3 separate regions of the Mus musculus genome follow, and regions 2 and 3 are each linked to region 1. The links are chromatin contacts, called in public Hi-C and Micro-C maps. All regions are on one chromosome and are shown on one strand. The core of a region is the stretch at or near the end of the contact, and the rest is flanking DNA. Distances in the headings are between cores, read along the strand shown. Region 1 overlaps Cabcoco1 (ciliary associated calcium binding coiled-coil 1). Region 2 overlaps Arid5b (AT rich interactive domain 5B (MRF1-like)). Region 3 has its middle 81 kb from the start of Rtkn2.

Region 1 (3,020 bases), core at 224-2,723:
GGGTTTGAACTTAAACAACACTGTCAGTCAGTGAGTCTGAAAGAAGAGGTAAGGTATTATCATAGTGGAAAGCCTGTTTTGAATCATCAGATATAAACTTAAAAGGTGAATTTTACCCTTTCTCCTTTTGCATTTCCGTTGGCCCTGCGGAAGGCTTGCCTGCAGATGAAGCTATCTTGTGGAGAATAATATTCTCTCTTTCCCTGAACAACTACCTACCTGTGGTTTGCAGAAATTACTGGAGACAACACACCATGACGGATGGAAGCAGAACTACAATGGAAGACACTAAATCTTTTTGGTTTTATTCTTTTGGCGGGGGCGGGGAGGGGAGCAGCGGGGGGGGGGGGTGACCAGGGATACTTTCTGTTGTTTTGACAGCGTAAAGTCCCTGTGTAAGATGAGGCTGAGGCAGAGTTTATTTGGCTCATTTTAACTTCAAAGAGTTCTGGTTGAACTCCACAGTCATCAAGAAAATTGGGAAAGGGGGTGGGAAGCCTTCTTAAAAGTTTAGTAAAATGAGTTTCATCTAGAAATCTAGCGTTCAGGAGGCTAAACGGTTAGGATGTTTATAAAGTGCTACGAAACTTTGAGAGAAGTCAATGCTGTCATTGTCCCTGACTTTGAAGACCCGGCGTATCTATTTTAAGTAATCTGACATTAAAAAAATGTGCTGACAAATATAGATTTGAAAAACAACACAGGAAGTTGTAAATCAGCCCGTAACCCTTAGCATGGAGGAAGCAAGAGACCAGGGAAATGTAGCCATTTGCTTTAGTCAACCCCAGCCGTCCTGTCCTTTTTAACTGAAGAGAGTTTGCCAAAGGCATGATGTTTACATTTCAGATCTCTTGCTTTCTTTTTTGTCTTACTCCTCGTTTGTGTGCTTCTCTCGTCTCCAGTAGGCTCATAAATTATTACTAGGAAACATGTTATCATAGGTATAAATATTTCCCTCTCTGGTTAGCTCTGCTTGGTCCCCCTGCTACCTGTTTTAATATCTCCTAGTTGAGTCCTAAATTGTATTATTAGGGGCAGTCTTCAGGCTGACAGGGAAAAGGGGCTTCCTGTGTCAGAGGCGGCGCTGCAGGTCACTTTCTGGATGTTGTTACAGTAAAGGCAGACTCACTTTGGAGGAGTCTGGGTCCTTCCTCTTTACACACCGAGTTCTCTAAGAAAACTTTTTGCCTATATTTAGCAGACTCTGCCCGTTTACTCTTAAACACAGCTCGGAAGTATTTTGGTGATATCTAGATTCTAAGCTGGAATGTTCTAGATATCCAGGCTCCCTTTACCCTACTCCAACCCAGCCTGATGTATATTGAAATCCTGGACAGACTCCTCCTGCTTCTATCGAGAGTGAGAGCAGTTTCTTTGTGAAGTCCTTCTGAACTGCTTTAGGTCATCTCTGGTCCAGTTACAGAAGACACATTCCATGTTGCTGAATTTCAAACGGCCTTTGCTCTGTTTACACAAGTCGTCAGAAGCTGCCCAGACCCAGTGTTTTCCTGTAGTGATATAGCATATCTCAGCTGTACAGCCTGTGTGTTCTGGAGTTTTACTGGGCAGGCCTGGGCTTGCCCACTTACCCTATGTTATTGTCTTTTCAAGCCTCCCCCGTTTTCCAGCTTCTTTACCTTACTGATATCAGTGGCTTCACTTCTACAGGACACAAAGTAGAGTAATTATTCCCTCTGCCCAGGCCTAACGCTCAATCATCCAGGAAGCTCTTCGGGAACAGCTCCACAATGTTTATACATCTGCCTTACTTTGGCTCTTTGCCTTTCTTTTCTTTTTTTTTTTTTCTAATGTTTTTTTTTAATTGGGTATTTATTTCATTTACATTTCCAATGCTATCCCCAAAGTCCCCCACACACTCCCCCACCCACTCCCCCACCCATCCACTCCCACTTCTTGGCCCTGTCGTTCCACTGTACTGAGGCATATAAAGTTTGCACGACCAATGGGCCTCTCTTTCCACTGATGGCCGACTAGGCCATCTTCTGATTCATATGTAGCTAGAGACACGAGCTCAGGGCGGGGGGGGGGGGTGGTGGTACTGGTTTGTTCATATTGTTGTTCCACCTATAGGATTGCAGATCCCTTTAGCTCCTTGGGTACTTTCTCTAGCTCCTCCATTGGGGGCCCTGTGATCCATCCAATAGCTGACTGTAAGCATCCACTTCTGTGTTTGCTAGGCCCTGGCATAGTCTCACAAGAGACAGCTCTATCTGGGTCCGTTAGGCAAAATCTTGCTAGTGTATGCAATGGTGTCAGCGTTTGGAAGCTGATTTTGGGATGGATCCCCGGATATGGCAGTCTCTAGATGATCCATCCTTTCATCTCAGCACCAAACGTTGTCTCTGTAACTCCTTCCATGGGTGTTTTGATCCCAATTCTAAGAAGGGGGAAAGTGTCCACATACCTTTGCCTTTCTTGACCCTGCTCGTTTGCATCTTTGAAGCCCAAGTTCTTGCCTTCACAGACCTCAGGCTCCAGTTGTAAGAATTGCCAACGTTTTCTAACTTGTTTTACAAAGTGCAAAGTGACTAAACACACTGCGGGTGCTCAGTAGATATTTTTTAGAGAGAGGATGGTTAAAAAAGGATGGAGGGGCCTTGAGGTTGCTCAGAAGATAATGGTGTTTGTCATGAAAAGCTGGCAGCCTGAATTTAAGTCCCAGACCCCGTGAAAGGTGGGGACAGAGAAAACTAACTCCAGAGTTGTCCTCTGGCCTGCATGTGTGCTCCATGGTAAGAAGATCTCTTCATACACACCTCCCAACTGCACGCACGCACGCACGCACGTACGTACGTACGTACGTACGTAATTACGTATGTACTTACACATCTCCCATCGAGGTACTCACCAAGAGAAGGTTAAAAAAGGATGAAAGGAATAAACAGAAAAGGAAGGAAAGAAAGCAGCTGATGGGATGTGGTGTTTCCCCCTCCATCTTCCCAGACTGCACCTCCTGAGCAATGCCTCTCGCCTGCGTCCTACCTCCATGATTCCATCCG
Region 2 (2,910 bases), core at 180-2,679, 290 kb before region 1:
GCATCCGAGCTCTGGAATATTCTGGAAAGATAGACCCTCGCCCTCTCTGTCCATGCCAAACATGGGAGGCGTTGTAATCCTCTGTAGGTGTCGGATGTTAGGCACTTCGCCATCTAAGTCCTCTTGTAGTATACTCGGTAGCTGGGTATTGCCAATTGCTATGGTTAATAATGCTAAAGAGGAGGAACCCGAGACACAGACACTAGGAGCAAGAGGCAACGGTCAGTGAACCCACCTCAGACCCACAAGCAGTCGTCAGTTACTGCCTTGGCTCTGCCATCTTCCTCTTTATTCTTTTCTGGCTTTGAGACAAGGTTTTGCTAGGTCCCTAGCCAGCCTGGAACGTGCCTCAAACTTGAAGTGATCCTCCTGCCTCTACCTCACAAAAGCTGGGATTAAAGGTATGTATGCGTCTTCTTCAGCTCTCGCTCTGTGCTTCTTCACTCTACACAGCAGCCTGGCTTGATATGCAAGCAAGCGGGGCCTTATTTAAAGCAGACCGCAAGGGCAACTGGCGTATACTTCCTATACAGTTCCTCTGTGAATTTAAGATAGATTAAGCTCAGTTTATTCACTGCTAGCTTGGATCAGTGAGCTACACGCAAAGGATATCAAGCATCCCAATATATCTCTAGTGAGATTGTGAGAGTTGTATAAAGGGACCAGTAAGGGTTCTTGGAGTGTCACAGAGACACTGACCTCATGGAGTCATAGGGGAAGAGATCTAGGAAGAGCGATGCTCCAATTAAAGTCTGCAGGAAGAAAGAAGTCACCACCAGTCTGGTGGGTCAGATGAGTGAGTTTCTTTTTTAGGAAGCATGCATGTACAGGTTCTAGCCTGATGGAGGACAACATACATTAAGATCTAAACAGAGGTCCCAACTTTCCAGGCTCTACAGAACCCAAGGGAGGCACCTCTGTCCTCTTACTGCAAGATAAACACATCAGCTAGTGAGGAGCCTCATATCACAGGCCTACAGAAGGGAGACTCAAGATGACAGATAAGGGATGGAGCAAGATGTAGCTTGGTGTACAGCCTAGAAAAGTGGGGGACAGAAAGAAGAAGAAACTCAGCGTCCTGGCTACTCAGGTAGGAAAGGCTTCTTCTGGTTCCCAGTTTCAGAAGGACTGGAATCCCATCATCACTGTGGGAGCAGGTTAGTTCATGGGGACTGGGCTATATGATAGAAATTTTTACATTAGGACAGGTCAGCAAGCAGAGCGGAGAGCAAGACCTTCAGAGACCCACCCCCAGTGACCAATTTTTGCTCGCTAGGTTCCATCTCCCAAGGGCTCCATGACACTTGAAGAATAGCGCCACCATGTGGGAACAATTAATCCAAGCATGAATCTCTGGGGCTGGGGGGTGGGAGGCGGCATTTCAGATTTAAAACATAACACACTGACTCTGATCCTTTTTGCTTCTGTACTGCAGATACTAACCCTGGCTGCCAATTCTGCCAAGAGTCTCCTTCCCCCTGTGCCTTGTCAGGGTGACACAACCCCTCATTTGTATGCGTCATCATAGATGATAAAAAGCTCACAATTATTTCTTTCATTCCCCCTAGCCCACATTCAGCGTCTTCTGCCAAAGGAAGTTGCTGATTTTAATATATGGTTCTTCATTTATTCATTTTCAGGCGGCAAACAATTTTTAATTAGCCTGGTCTTTATTAAGGATGTGGAACAGGTTATTAGCTAGGTGCATCTTTGGGTCTTTAAGAAGAGTGAAAAAGACATCTTCAATTTGTGTGTGATGTTCTGGGGTTTAATTGATATTAGTCAACAGATCTAGAGCAAATCTCCCCAAGTCCCATTTTTAAACCCTGACTCAACTGACATTCCCACACGGCTAAGAGGAGAGTGGGATTAATATATTAGTCACTGGGTAAAATGTGCCAGGCCCTGTTACGTGAGTTCCAGTAAAATATGCAAGGGGAAAATAAAAAACAAAAGTTAAAACTATCTTCTCTGTCTGCCGAAGCTGACAGGAAGGATTCACTTTGCTCCGGGATGGTATTTATTCACAGTTCGCACTGTAATTTGCAAGTCCCCACCCTGGAATGCGAGCTCCTGGAAGTAGCACGGGGTTGTGTTCTTTATTGTACTACGGCCCGCTGGTTCATTTCCTTATGTAGGATTCCACACAAGGACATAGCTGATAACCCATAAATCTCAATTGGATTATGTGTGAGTGGACAGACAAACTGACCTTGTCACCTGTATTGACTCACAAGTCATATGCTCAATTCGTGAGGGAGAGGAAAGCCTTGGGCCACTCTCTTTGGTGTTCTGCCTGGCCAGGTGGTCCATAGGCTCAGTTGGGGGATGGAGGAAAGACGCAGCAAGAGGTAAATGAGCCAGCTAGCGTCTATACCTCTCTAAAGTCCTGAGAAGGAAGTCCGTTAGGGGCCTTATTAGGCAGCCAACTTGTTGCTTCTCAGCTGTTTTTTTCCCAAGGAGCACGGGAGAATTTACAAGGCCAGCACCATCTATGCAAATTCACATCTTGGGCTCCTATTTAATGAAAGCCATTTTGGAATATGTTCATCAACTATCTTCGAAAAATGTTTCCAATTTGCCATTTAAATGCAAATAAGCTTCCCATGGACTTTAGCTCTGATGGCCCCTGGGGGTCAGCCTGCATGAGTTGGCTTGTTTCCTTAGACACAGACAACTTCAGGGCTTTGTGTAAATACGGGAGCTGTGGTGTGGCTCCTCCGTTTCGTAGCATGTAGTGGCATGCATGAGAGACATCTGTCTTTGGTATGTTCTTTTAATTACTCCTCTGTTGTAATATCCGGCTGCTCTTGCAGGAGACATGGCGATGCAGGTCACCTAGCTCATTTTAGGCAGCAGACACCAATGGGCTTGAACAGTCCTAATGACCAGGCTCGTGGAGAAACCGAA
Region 3 (2,812 bases), core at 31-2,530, 390 kb before region 1:
CCCATGTTTCCGGAAAATGCAAGATGCTGTATCTACATTGAGGCTGAACAAGAAGAATCACCATGGGCTACACACAGATTAATTACTATCTTCAAAGAATTACAATACTATCAAACATTCCTACCACAAAATTATGCTGAACAAAATTTAATCTTTCTGTGACTGTTCAAAAGAATTTAGGATCTTGTAATCCTCCAGGGACATTACCATTTTATAAATCGCACCAAAAAAAAAAAAATTTCTCATTATTTCTGCTCCCTGGTAGTTTGGATTCAGGAGAAATGGGAATTTACTGTAATACTTTGAGTTATTGAGTTCTGGAAGCTCACAGCACTTCAAATATACATGCATTATATCACTTATCTTGCTCATGAAATTTACAAATGGAAACAGTTAGTAATGGGTGGATTTTTAGATACAAAGTCTGTTCCTTGAAGTTCTAATGAATAATTCTTCCATTTGGCATTTCTAAACCGACACTGGCTTGCTTTTCTATTGCAGCACATAATATAATATACACATCAGCTGAAGATCAAATAGGCCTAAGGCTAGCAGCAAAGAAATTTGAACTATAATTTTATTGTATTTTAAAGTATATAGTAATCTGATTCCACATTTCAGCTCATAAATGTTCTGATGAACCTGGATGGTACAATTTCTTTTCATATCAACGAAAAACTCCAGTCTGACACCATAAAAGCCAATACATTTGCATGTACTCATGGTTTTTTATCAAACTAAAAATATTCAAACTGTACGTGGAAAAAAGACTGTTTTAATTTAAAAGATGTTTTGTTCTTGTCTTCATCCTCAAACTCAGTGTAATTGTGCTTTCTATTTATGGATTAACTGTGGCCAAATATAATATATTTAATATATAAATGACTCTTGTCACGCTTGCAAATATCTCTCTCCCTTAAAATGTAATTAGTTTCTCTCTGCTGCTAAAAAATTTAATGCACTCAAAAGCCAGGGCTTATTTCTGCATCTCCTGCTGTTTGGGGAGTATCTGTCCTCCCACTACCAAGCACAGATAATCAAACGTGAGCCTAGAGAAAAAAAAAATCCTCCATTTAGGCAACATGAATCTGTACTAAATCTGATGTAACAGATTAATACAGAGCACGAGGTACATTCAATAGGAAAATGGCATTTAAATATTAATACTAGATAAATACACTCTTGCTTCTGTCCTTGATAATTTATAAGTCATATGCTTCTAGACAGAAATAAATCATTCTTCGTTTATATCGTTGCTGGGAAACAAGCAGAAACACGGAAAGCAAGGCCCAGCTTTCCTCCTTAGTCCTGACAGGGTCCAGTTTCTACCTCATTCTCTTGCCGCCTTCATCTGTGTCCCAACTGGTGTCCGATCCTAGTCTGGTTTCTCGTATTAAATGTATATTTCTCCAACCAATATCTGAAGTGGTAATGTTCCAACAGTCCAAATGTCGATTATGAAAACAAACATTTGCTTCTCGAGCAAATGTTTTCACACAAAGGCATTTGATTCCCCGTACTGGAGCAAACAAACATTTGTTCTAGGCGCTTAAAGCAGCCAAAAGTTCCTGCTGAAACATTCTGCAGGCTGGCTGGCTTGACTCCCTGGAGCAGGACTTGGTGATGTCCGAGGGTGCCTGAGAGGCCAGTTGCCGGCCTTCGCCGCTCTTCCCAGTACACGGAGCCCACTAAGAAGCTGAAACATTTTTAAAGCACAGTTTGGAAGATAATGTGTGTTTAGTCGTGATGTCTCCATTAGAATATGTCTTAAGAATACTTCATTTGTTAGAACAAATTCAGCCTTGCACCTCGTAATCCTAGGACTGAGTTCTTTGGAAAATTCACAAAGCCATTTCACACATAAAACCACTCAGGCAATTTGGTGGTCATTATTTATGCAGCGGCCTGCAAGCACTCCCCCTACGTGACTAGTTCTGTCACTTCATTAATGTTTATGTTCTCTCTAGAGCGAGGTCGGGATTATCCTTGTGAATATATTTTATTTAAGTGTACATCCGCTTCAATGTGGAGATTTAGCTTTCACAGAAAAAAAATCCTCTTGTTTCCGTATTATTTAATGCTTTTTTGAAATGAATCAATATTTCTAGGGAAGTAATTTACTTAAATACATGTTCTTTAAGGCGCAGGGAAATTGATTCTTTACTTCTGCTCCAAAGACGTAGTATCCTAGCAACTGAGTCAAGATTGATTCTCTGGCTAGTTTTTCTAAACTGAAAATAGTTCCTAGCTCATTTAAAAACAAACCACAAAATTGTCTTAAGAGGAATGAATAAATGAATGAATGAATGAATGAATGAATGAATGCAGAAAGGGAACAGGGAGCATGCAGACCCAAGACGTCATTTCAGGAGTATTTAGAAGAACATGGGACATTTTGGGGTCTTCAGAGGAAGTTGCTGAATCTGGGGCCAGCCTGGGCTACACTGTGAGTTTTTAGGTCACTCTGGGTGAAAGGGTGAGACCCTGCCTCACAACACAAACAACCAAGGATGCTGAACTATGCTGGTTAGGTGTTTGTTTGCTTGCTTGCTTTTTGTCAACTTGACACAAGCTAGAGTCATCTGAGAAGAGAGAACTCAGCTCAGAAAATGTCTCTGTCCCCATCAGATTGCATGTAGACAAGCCTTTGGGTACCTTTTTTGGTTGATGTTTGACGAGAATGGGCTCAGCCCACTTCTCCTGGGATGTATAAGAAAGCAAAGTGAGCAAGCCATGAGGAACAAGCTTTGGTCATGGTGTTTAGCAAAAAGGTAGGAGCCCTGAAAAGGACGGACCCCTGTATTGGTTCCTT

What was found. Hi-C and Micro-C count contacts between places; a contact is called where the count stands out from the background.
Region 2: a contact with region 1 is called in a Micro-C map of the HL-1 cell line, with 3 times the contacts expected there. The contact joins two enhancer-like sites. A contact is called at or near these places in 10 of 484 Hi-C or Micro-C datasets (B cells, ECoMG-derived neutrophils, the HL-1 cell line and 5 more).
Region 3: a contact with region 1 is called in a Hi-C map of liver, with 4 times the contacts expected there. The contact joins two enhancer-like sites. A contact is called at or near these places in 2 of 484 Hi-C or Micro-C datasets (embryonic stem cells and liver) and 1 of 115 datasets of contacts at active chromatin or transcription factors (microglia).

The regions. Positions count from the first base shown.
Region 1 is chr10:68,445,353-68,448,372 of GRCm38.p6, forward strand. The region is part of intron 5 of Cabcoco1 (ciliary associated calcium binding coiled-coil 1); the gene reads right to left. Among named protein-coding and RNA genes, the nearest start is that of Gm40683, 60 kb to the left of the region's middle. Within about 2 kb of position 1,474, at least 135 of the 459 cell types and tissues checked have an H3K27ac peak or open chromatin away from gene starts, as enhancers often do. A contact at or near this core is called in the HL-1 cell line and liver, where this site is marked.
Region 2 is chr10:68,154,977-68,157,886 of GRCm38.p6, forward strand. All of the region lies in intron 4 of Arid5b (AT rich interactive domain 5B (MRF1-like)), which reads right to left. Gm51770 (a long non-coding RNA gene) reads left to right here. Exons shown (of 3, transcript XR_003948901.1): 1 at 1-1,157. Among named protein-coding and RNA genes, the nearest start is that of Gm51770, 5.3 kb to the left of the region's middle. Within about 2 kb of position 1,430, at least 72 of the 459 cell types and tissues checked have an H3K27ac peak or open chromatin away from gene starts, as enhancers often do. A contact at or near this core is called in the HL-1 cell line, where this site is marked.
Region 3 is chr10:68,059,516-68,062,327 of GRCm38.p6, forward strand. No RefSeq gene overlaps it. Among named protein-coding and RNA genes, the nearest start is that of Rtkn2, 81 kb to the left of the region's middle. Within about 2 kb of position 1,281, at least 29 of the 459 cell types and tissues checked have an H3K27ac peak or open chromatin away from gene starts, as enhancers often do. A contact at or near this core is called in liver, where this site is marked.